Regions from separate parts of the Macaca mulatta genome. Here region 1 is linked to region 2. A link is a contact called in public Hi-C data. All regions are on one chromosome and are shown on one strand. The core of a region is the stretch at or near the end of the contact, and the rest is flanking DNA. Distances in the headings are between cores, read along the strand shown.

The links. Hi-C and Micro-C count contacts between places; a contact is called where the count stands out from the background.
Region 1: a contact with region 2 is called in a Hi-C map of fetal cortical plate, with 2.5 times the contacts expected there. The contact joins the promoter of KCTD6 here to the promoter of PDHB in region 2. A contact is called at or near these places in 4 of 14 Hi-C or Micro-C datasets (CD4 T cells, fetal cortex germinal zone, fetal cortical plate and 1 more).

What each region holds. Positions count from the first base shown.
Region 1 is chr2:122,077,608-122,083,130 of T2T-MMU8v2.0, forward strand. KCTD6 (potassium channel tetramerization domain containing 6) reads left to right here and starts at 2,589. Exons shown (of 3, transcript XM_015130532.3): 1 at 2,589-2,674.
Region 2 is chr2:121,999,743-122,005,448 of T2T-MMU8v2.0, forward strand. PDHB (pyruvate dehydrogenase E1 subunit beta) reads right to left here and starts at 3,843. Exons shown (of 10, transcript NM_001195394.1): 1 at 3,782-3,843; 2 at 3,645-3,698; 3 at 1,923-2,030; 4 at 1,777-1,839; 5 at 1,639-1,674; 6 at 722-1,007; 7 at 190-300. The coding sequence starts at 3,823.

The DNA of each region.
Region 1 (5,523 bases), core at 1,339-3,838, 77 kb after region 2:
GGAGAATCCTATAGAACATTCAAATTCTATAGAAAATCCCAGTCTAGTGAATAGACACTCATTCCTTAAGGTATGTTATGAGCTCAAGTAACTTTGATAGCAAAGCCAGACGAGGAGAGAATAAGAATGGAAAATAGTAGTGTATCTCAGTCATCCACATGGATACAAAAACCCTAATGAAATATTAGCAAATGGAATCTAGCAGTATATTGAAAAAAAATACATCATGATGTGTGAAATTCCTTGAATAAAAATATATTGACTTAAAAAAATACATCATCAAGGTGAGTTTATCCTGGGAACACGTGGATGGTTTAATATAATAAGATCCATGGTTGTAATTCATTACATTGCAATGGGGGGAATCTCACATTGATAAAATTCAGCACCCATTCATAGTAAAGAAGAATAGTGCTTCCTTACCCTGATAAAGAATATCTATCAAAAAAATCCACAACAAACACTATAGTTAACGGTGATATGTTAGAAGCAGTCAAGAACAGGATAGAAATGCCCATTACCATCACTGCTCTTCAACATTGTGTGGGAGAATTTAGTCAGCACAGTACTGCAAGAAAAAGGAAAAAAAGGACGGGAAGATACCACACTGTTACGACTTGCAGATTCTATGATTATTTGCACAGCAAATTCAAGAGAACCTACAAACTTATTAGAACGGAAAGAGTTCAATTTTGCTGAATATAAGATTATGTAAAACCCAACTGCATTTCAATAGCCATCTATCGATTATAAAATACAAAAGTGAAAGTACAATTAGCAATAGTTATAAAAATTTTAAGATAGGAAGGACTAGGTCTGACAAAATCACCAATAACAAAATTAATCCATCAGTTTTTATATGTGGAAATAGAAGCCCTGAGAGGGGAAATAACTCTTCCAAGGACACCCAATAAGTCAGAGGCAATTCTGGGTTATCAGTGGCACCAAATTCTGGAGATCTGAGTATTGGGTAATTTTGGTATTGTCCTTCTATTAAAACAACAACAACAACAAAACCCAGCGGGGTGGGGCAGGGCGGGGGGCCAAAAAAAAAAAACCAAAAAAACCCCAAAATTCATTGTATTTTTCTGATTATAAATTCAATATGCATGAAAATTCAGAAGAATGTTAAGAAGCAATGCCATTAACATCCCCATACTATTATCTTGAACACGATGATCCTTCAACATTTTTGTCTGTATATATGTTTTTAAAAATAAAATCAGGATATCATGTATACTAGTTTGTGTACTGATCATTTTGATCATTTTCACACACATTTCCCTGTATTCTCACCTAGTCTTTGTGAATTTGATCATGTAGCACTTGGGTATGTTGATGAAGCATATGTCATTTATTTAACCTATCAATTTGAGCTTTGGAGAAGAATCAAGTATCAGATACAACTGTGATGATCATGCTGATATAATTTCAACCCCAGAGCTAGCTCACACACATGCAGACGTGAAACCCAAGTAAGTTTCTAAGGCCAGTGGTTATTCTGGTGGAGAAGGTTAAACCCAGCATCAGGTAACCGGTCCCAACGGAAGGGGACAGAGGCCTGGCTAGTAGGAAGCGAATGGGACTTGGAACGAGTGGACGGATGGAGGCCAATTAGCCCTGAGGCGTTAGGAGCTGCCCATCCTCTGCAGTCTTGGCTTCCTTCCTGGTGAAGTGGGGACAATACCGGCGCCAGTCTCATCTAGGGCCGAGCTCCTCCAGGCCCCAGAGCCTTTGCACGGGTCGTTTCGTCTGCTGAAGGTGGCTCTGCCCTTCTCTCCACCTGGCTGCCCGTGTTGCTGAGGCTCTGGGCCCAGCTGTCCTTTGCTGTCCTGCCCACCAGGCCGGAGGGGTGGCCGCGGGGGCTTCTTCACAGGCCTCATCGCAGGGTTGTCTCCCCAGTGCAGGGCAGGCAGGAGAGGCTCCGACCGCAGGTCCGGGGTCCAGGTCTTCCTTGGCTACTGCGTTTGAAGCAGGGGCTCCCTTCCCTTCTCCATCTAAGTCCTCTAATCACGCCTCTCCCAACGCTTATGATCATAACCTGTCATTATTTTGTCTATTAGCTGTTTCCTTGACTCTTGTCTGTCTTCTCCTTTCATTAGGACCCGCTTGCGTCTTGGTAGCCGCTGTATCTCCTAAACCCCCAGGCCTGAGATATAGTGGGGGTCCCATACAAGTTCATGAAATGACTAAGGAGAAACAGCTGTGGAAACACCAGCTCTGAGGACGCAGTGGGCCTGGGGCTGGGCGGACCCCAGGCTGCGGACGGAGGCGGGACGCAGGGGCGGGGTTTCGGGGCTTCGGGGCTTCTGAGCTGAGCCTAAGGGGCGGGACTGGGGCTTCAGGGCGGGGCTTCGGGGCTGCGGTCTTGCGGTCTTGACCGCGCGGCTCCGGCTGCGCTCGCTCCTAAGGCCGCCCGGCTCTCTGGCTTCCCGCCCGCGCTGCCGTTAGGGGGCGCCCGCGCTTGTGGCGCTACGGCTCTGCTGGGAAGGCGCCGCCCGCGCCGGGCAGCTGGAGCCGCAACTCCGGGCGCGGGCTCAGTCGTCCCTTCTGCCGCCGCCGCCGCCGCCGCCGCCGGGCGCGGGCTCGCTCGTCCCCGCGCTCGCGCTCTCCGGCCGCGGGCATCTCCCGGCCCGGCCGCCGCCGCTGCCGCCGCCGCCGCCGCCGCCGCGCAGTGAGTGGGGCTGGCTTGGGGCTTGCGGGGCCGGGGCTTGGGAGGGCCGGGGCTTGGGAGGGCCGGGTTTCGGGAGACGTCTGCGCGGAGCGGCCAGGGGAGCGGGGCAGAGGATTATCTGGGCGGGGGCTCCTGGAACCGGGCGGTGGCGGCGGGGCCGCGTTGAGGGGACCGCGCGTCCCGGGGCTGGCACGAGCCGGCGGCGGAGGTGCCCGCGGCGGGGCCTGGGCGGGGGTTCTGGGGTCCGCCCGCGGGGATGCGCGGTTTCTGCGGGCCCGGGTTCGGAGCTCCGCGGAGCGCCCCTCGTCCGGGCCCGGAGCATCGCCCGCCCTACCCCTGGCCGGGTCGGGTTTGTGGGGGTTTCGCTGGTGGGGCAGCAGCGAAGCACGGCCCGGACGGAGACATTCGGGGTGTGCTCGAAAATGATTGTTTTTGGGAGATTGCGCTTATTAGCCACCAATTGCCCTAGTTTAAAGCGTGAGCCAGGACTCAAAACCCTGGCTTTGGGATTTTCTACCCTGAAGAGACACTCAGATTGCAGCTGAGTTCTTTATGCCTAGATTTGTGTGTGTGGTGGCGTTTTTAATGCTTGATGTCAGAGGTGATAAATGGCTGTGGTAATGGGGAGCCCTGGCAGCACCTGCTGGGCTGTCAGTGGTGGAGGCTGTGTCTGGGGGTGGGACGGGGAAATGAAACGTGACAGAGATCCTGTTTGGATATTCTGCTGAAGTTATCATGTTTCTGTTCAAGTATACCAGTTCTAGAACAAGTTGATGGATCCAATTTTAGGACTTTGTGATAGAAGAGGTTTGGGTGGCAAAGTGACCTGGGATGACCCGGCTCGGCTAAGAATATTTGGGGTAGCCTAAGCATCTCTTCCATATCCCCCTGGCATGTTCTTTTTTTCGCTGTCACAAATGCCCTATTACTTGAATCATCCTGGGATAGGAGAGAAGCTTGGGGACAGCATGTAGCACAGTCCTGAGCCCAAGATTGAGATGTTTTCAAATGAATAAATATGTAGCTAGGAAAAGGAAAATGGTTTTGTCAGCAGGGTTGGTAGGTTGAGAGAATTTTCTCTTTGGCCGAAAACCATCAGTCCATAAAGATACTTGATTTTGTGCTATGCTTTAGATATGAACGATGGAGTGGAGTGGTCAGGACAGCCACGGATGCCATCCCAAAGTTTTGTGATTTGAATTTTCATAAATCATATTTTAACCAAAGCATTACTACTTACAGAAATCTTAGGGTGAACCCTATGAATCCTTCGGTGCGTTTGGATTTTGATATTTGGGGTCCATTTAAAATGGAGTACATGTATGTATTTGGATTCAGCTTTACCTTGGAGATAATCCTGAGTCATGCTTTAAGGAAGTTCCTTCTGAGATCAGGAGCTCAGATGTTGGGTGATCTCTGGGAAAACTAGACACTCCCCTTTACCTGTATGTAGTTCTCCCTTCTGGAGCTGTGGGAAAAAGAGGACCCGGGGAGATTTAGAGCAAATTAAGAGGCTGCCTCCTCCATATTTGCCGTCTCCAGGCCAATGCTCTAAATTACTTTGTTCACACTCAAGTTTTTCATGTTAACATAGAAATTTTGTTTATGCTGCTGCCACTAGTGTTTTCACGTTTGTCTAATACTTGCCAGTTTACAGATGGTTTTATATTCATGATCTCCTTTATTTTCTCCATTTCCCCAAAGAAGAAGCTGAGCATAAAGAGTCATTTTCTCAGGGTCTCATAATCAGTAATGGAGCAAAATTCGACTACAGGACCTCCCTGGGAACCTGTTCTCTTTCCTTGTCCTGTGATGTGTTACTCTTATAGGCCAATTTTTGCTTTTGTGTAGTGCCTAAATGGTGTAATTACTTTTGGGAAGATGGTATTAGCCCATCTTACCTTTCGGAAACTGAGGGTTAAGAGGAGTGTTACGATTTTGTGACAGCTTTTTAATATTAGGTCACTTTTAAACCTGTAACTCCTCTCTTCTTGACCACATGGTTGAGAGAGGAGAAAGAGAAAATGATTACTTTTAGAGAAAAATCCATTTCTGCAGTGGTATGGTTAAGGATAATGTAACACCATAATCACATTATCCTTGTATGCCTGGCTACTTGTGCTGGCCTGTATGTGAATGTTAACCCCAAAGGCTCCTTTAGATGTCGCTGAACTAGTTACTATAAAAAGTATTTCACTTTCAAACTCCCACATTTCAAGAAGAGCAAAACTCAGTAAAAAGGCAATTTTGAAGGTAAGTATAGAGAGAGGGAGTTTATTGAGTCTTTTCTGACTACCAGACACGAAGGTTTCATTAAAAACGCATTTTAAAGGGCTGCCTGGAAACTCTGGGAAGTCAGTAGTTGGAAGTTTTTATTTTTCATTGAAGTTCGGAGGTTTTTATTGCAACATATAGGTAGTTATACAGGATTAGGACTTTTGCCCTGGAGAATTCTTAATCTATAGCAAGAATGATAAACCCAGAATATTGTTAGGTTGGTTCATCGTAACCATGAGGCCTGAAATTGCAATTCTGCAGTGACAGGGAGAATGGCATTTAAGGGTTCTTAGGTTACTTTTTTAAGTTATTAACTTACTGAATTATGTATTCTTCAGATATACTACTTTAGAAAATTAATATTTTCTTTTAAGGCTTCTGTAAATTCTTCAGTATGTGTTTTCTTAAGCTTAATTACCTGCTAACATGACACTGTCAGAATTTATACATTAGTCACAATAACCTTTGAAGCTTAAACATGGGTGAATTTTCAGTACTGCTTTATATTCTCTGGGGAGTGGTCAGTGTTGTTTTCACAAGAATTTTATTTGCATCAAAGGTTACATCTTTTC
Region 2 (5,706 bases), core at 2,593-5,092:
ATGAAACACAAACCTACCAGACTGAGATCTAGAAAAGCACAACTGAATGAGAAATTGGGGCATCACACATTCTTAACTTGAGCTCATTCTATAATTTTTCAAAGTATATGACAGTAACTTGTAGGTTAAATTTTACCAAAATTGAGGGACTGGATTAAAAATACTGTTTATGTATCTTAGTTCTCTTACCTTGCCTTTCTATTTTGGCTTTTCCAATAGGAATCAGAAAATCTTTTGACTGAGCTTCCGGAGGAAATTCAAAAGGAACCCCATACATCAATTCATTCTCTAGCACCACGACTGAAAAACATAAATATTTAAACAAAAGTAACTAATCACATGCAGAATGACTAAAACTATACAAAGCAATATCATTCATCTTGTGAGAAGTTTCACTGTGCTGATTAGCCTTATTTCTACCACGACCAGCAGCCTTGAGAGCAGTTTAGGTACTTAAATTTGTAGTTTGGTCAATATAATTTTATCTATTAAAACCAGTATTGTGGGTGTGCAGTAAATGTCTCCCTTACCTAGCTGGCCCCCTTATAGTTGGAAATAGGAAAAGCAAGCACATTCTTTACTGTCTTTACTATATAAATTATTAACATTTTATATGATATATCTAAGCCTAACTAAAAGACTTTAATGGTTTCCTCTGTGCAAATATATCATTTTAGTTTTTCAATTTTCAAAAAAAAACCCAAAGGGTCCCTGTGCTGACCTGGATTGTTATCCCGAATGGCTGATTTAATAAGTCCTTTAGCATCCTCTGAATTCCAGGGACTGACCACCTTTAAGCCTGGGCAGTGCCCATACCAGGCAGCAAAGCACTGTGAGTGCTGGGCAGCTACACCTGCTGAGGCACCATTGGGCCCCCTGAAGACTATAGGCACAGGCTGAAGGCCACCAGACATGTAGTAGGTCTTGGCAGCTGAGTTTATAACCTGGTCAATGGCTTGCATGGAGAAATTGAAGGTCATAAATTCACAAATGGGCCGCAACCCAGCCTGTAAAATCAAAAATGTGGATGTTAAAAAGACTAGAAACAGCAATAAAGACTAGCAAACAATCACTCCAAGTCTTCCAACATTCAAATAATGTTTTTATTTTTTATAAACAGGGTTTCACTGTCACCCAGGCTGGAGTGCAGTGGCGCACATCATAGCTCACTGCAGCCTGTAACTCCTAGGCTCAAGTAATCCTCCTGCCTCAGCATGCAGAGTAGCTGGGACTACAGGCAAGCACCACCACATCTACCTACTTGGAATTGTTTTGTTTTTTTCCCAAATGTTTTTAAAAGGTGATGTTAAATATCTTTGGGGATGGCCACAGTGGCTCACGCCTGTAATCCCAGCACTTTGGGAGGCCAAGGTGGGCAGATCACTTGAGGCCAGGAGTTCGAGACCAGCCTGGCCAACATGGTAGAACCCCATCTCTACTAAAAACACAAAAATTAGCCGGGCATGGTGGCACGACCTGTAATCCCAGTCACTATGGAGGCCGAGGCAGGAGAATCGCTTGAACCTGGAAGCTGAGATCATGCCAGTGCACTCCAGGCTGGGCGACAGAGTGAGACTCCGTCTCAAAAGAAAACAAGAAATGTATTTGGATAAGCTTCCCATAAAGAGTATTACATACCATAGCTGCACCTACAGCAATTCCAGCAAAGCCCATCTATAAAGTAAAATATAAACATAAGTGAAAATCCATAAAAATGAAGACAGTGGACACTAACAGACATGCCCTCTAGGGTCTGCTTCCCCCTGGAAGGCTTACCTCTGATATGGGAGTGTCAATAATCCTCTTGTCTCCATATTTCTTCCACAGCCCTCGACTAACCTACAATTAAGATTTGATCCCTTAAGTGTATCTGGGGGTAACAGTGACCTCAATTTTGTATAACTTTCATATATTTTAGTTACCTTGTATGCCCCATCGTACTGGGCAACTTCTTCTCCAAGCAGAAATACCTTCTCATCTCTTTCCAGCTCCTCATCCATACCCTGATTTATAGCATCACGAACTGTCACCTGTCACAGGTATGCAAAAACAGTCAATAAGAATTGTTTGAGATTCAACTAAGATTTTCTTCCTTTATATTTACCTAGGCTGCCCAGAGCATACAATATAAAAACACTAGAACAAGTTTCTCTTTAAAAACTCAAAGGATTCTAAAAGTAACATTTCTATCACACATAGTTGGTCTTTGACTGTATGTGTTAGTATACTGAGCACTCACTAGGTGCCAAACACTTTGCATCCAGAATGTAGGAGTTGCTATTTTAATATAATGAATGGTAAAATATAGTTTTTAAAAAAAGGAAGGAGAGGAGAATTAACATACAATCCATCAATTCCACTTCTATGTATATGCCCCAAATAACTGAAAGCAGGGATTCAAGCATATACTTGCACATCAATGTTCACAGCAGCATTATTCACAATAGACAAAACAAGGCCAGGCACGGTGGCTCACACCTGTAATCCCAGCACTTTGGGAAGCCAAGGCAGGTTTGGATCAACGTGGTGAAACCTGGCCTCCACTAAAAATAAAAAAATTAGCCGGGTGTGGTGGCGGGCGCCTGTAATTCCAGCTACTCAGGAGGCTAAGGCAGAACTGCTTGAACCCAGGAGGCGGAGGTTGCAGCGAGCCGAGATAGTGCCATTGCACTCCAGCCTGGATAACAAGAGCAAAACTCCATCTCAAACAAACAAAAACAAGAAAATGTCGGGCTAGGCGAGGTGGCTCATGCTTGTAATCCTAGAACTTTGGGAGGCCAAGGCAGGCACATCACTTGAGGCCAGGAGTTCAAGACCAGCCTGGGCAATATGGTGAGACCCTGTCTCTACTAAAAATACAAAAATCAGCCGGGTGTGGTGGCGCCCGCCTGTAATCACAGCTACTCAGGAGTGTGAGGCGTGAGAATCCCTTGAGCCCCGGAGGTGGAGGTTGCAGTGAGCTCAGATCGCGCCACTGCACTCCAGCCTGAATGACAGAGCGAGACTATCTCAAAAATACATACATATATATATTATTCAGCCTTAGGAAGGAATCAAACTCTGACGCATGCTACAACATGGATGAACCCTGAGGACATTACGCTCAGATAAGCCAGACACAAAAGGACAAATTATGCCACTTATATAAAATTCTAGAATAGGTAACCTCATAGAGACAGAAAAGTACAACAGGGGTTACCACGGCTTTGGTTAAGGGAAATGAGGAGTTACCGAGTAACGGACAGTTTCTGTTTAGGATGATTAAAAAGTTCTGGAAATGGATGGTGGTTAATGGTTGTACAACATGGTGAATGTACTTAATGCCACTGAATTATACACTTCTAAAAAGTACATTTTAAGTTAGGTCTATTTTGCTGCAATTTAAAGGAAAAAAACCATGAAGTGAGGGAAGAAACGCCTAATCTTAGTTTTCCCCCATTGCCCAGCCAGCTGTGAGGTAGTGACTCGCCGGGGTGATAAGCGCCAGGCGGCGACAGAGGCAGCAGGAGCTCCAGGGAGGATGCTGGCTCCGCAAACCAGGCCCACGGCGCCGGCCGGCCACGGCGCAGGCGCGACTCCGGCCCCCTTCCCGAGAGAAGAGGGCCCCTCCCCGCCCTCGTCCGACAAGCGCCCGCGCCTGTTACCTGCAGCGCAGCCGGGGCGGTCCAGTGAAAGCGCCTCTTCAGCAGCCCGGAGACCTGGCAGGGAAAGAGGAAGATGATGGCGGGACGCAGGGTGGACACGGGTGGCGTGGGAATACAGGCCGCGCGCTGCTGCCTACCTCTCGAAGGGGTCTCCGCACCAAGCCAGATACCGCCGCCATCTTGATCGTGTCCTCTATCCGCTGCCAAATGACAACACAGAGGGGCTGGCAGACGGGAGAAAGCCCCGCCTCCCCCGGCGCGGGCCAATGGCAAGGCGCGGCGCCTGCGTGACTCGGCCCCCCCTCCCCCGCCCACCGGGTGAGGGGCCGCGGGGCCGGGCGGAGGTGGCTGTATGGGTGGCACTGCACCTCTGCCTGGAGCCGCCTCAAATCAACTTTATTGACAGTAGGCGGTGACCGACTTGCGGGGTGCACGCTGGGCACACGTGCCTGGTCGGTGTTACTTGAAGCGTGGGGACTAAAAAGTCAGACACTGAGGAGCATGATCTCTGGAAGCTGGAGAGACCTTAAGAGTTAGGCCAACCTGTTGTGGGTACTGGAATCCTTTGGGCACCAAGAAGTGCTTGCACACGCTGTAGTGATGGGGAACTTAACACTTTATGAGTGAGCCTAGTCTTCCCTGGACAGTGCTGTCTGTTAATTCCTTATAATGCAGACCACAGCTTTCATTGATTGCATTAACCACCTACTGTGAGCCAAGCATTGAGATCTGTGCCTTATAGCTCATTCTCACAGTACCCCACTTGGGTAATTAGTGTTATTATTATCTCCATTTTGAAGATGGGTAAACTGGAGCAGAAATTGATTAAATGAGCCGATATTTAGGACTAACTCTAAAGCATGGTCTTTTCCCACTGCTTCCTGAAGCAGAGGTTGGGGTCCTGTTTGGGGGAAGGTTACAACAACTTTAGAGAAGGCCCTATGGGGAGATGCCTAACACTTGACCATAGAGACAACCTCTGGAAGCTCATTAGTCTTAGTTTGGCCCTTGGGGGTCAGATGGGACAATTGGAGACCCAGTCTCCACCCATCCCCGAGACATTCCAAACATTCCCTTCTGTGGATCACAGCTGCAGGCTGCCAAATTAGGAATTTGCAACTTCCAAATTAGGGTTTTGTGGGCTGTGATGAGGAGTCTGGGTTTATAATCTAAGGTCTCTGGGACCCAGTGCAGTAGTGCATCTAGGGCCATCCCTAATTGATCAGTAGGTTGCTGACTGGGAATGGGAAGGGGTGGAGGCAAAGGCATAGCAGGCGGATGCTGGGAAGTCTGTGGTGGCGACAGAGTCAGACTAGGAGGCAACTTCCAGATGGAGAGGAGTGGGACAGTTTTGAGTTCTATTTGGGCTAGAATCAATAGGAATGCTGTAAGTGCTAGGGAAGAGCTGAGGAAAATTTTGGATTTTTGTCGTTGTTGGATGGATAGATGGGACAAGGGAGGAGCCTGGGGCAGTGTAATTGCGAGGAGCTGGGGAAGTAAGAGTCTATTTTTGTTTTTTGAGATGGAGTCTCTCACTGTCACCCAGGCTGAAGTGCAGTCGCGCCATCTCAGCTCACTGCAACCTCTGCCTCCCAGGTTCAAGTTATTCTCCTGCTTCAGCCTCCTGAGTAGCTGGGATTACAGGCACCTGCCACCATGCCTGGCTAATTTTTTTATTTTTAGTAGAGATGAGTTTTCACTATGTTGGCCAGGCTGGTGTTGAACTCTCGACCTCAAGTGATCCACCTGCCTCAGCCTCCTAAAGTGCTGGGATTACAGGCATGAGCCCCTGCAGCCAGCCTTTATTCTTTAGATGACTGGGACATACCCAGGTTGGCTGGAGCCTAGGGCCTAGTCAGGACTAGAGATAGAAATTTGGGGACAGCTGCATGGAGATGACCTTGAAAGGACACAAAGATAGATGTGTACCCGCCCCCCACCCGCTACACCCTTGTTCTGCTCTCTAATCTTTGCACATACCAGAGATTTCGTAAGTTCTGTGAGTACCTGGTTTTCTGCACGTACCAGAGATTTTGTTTTGCACATACCAGAGATTTTGTAA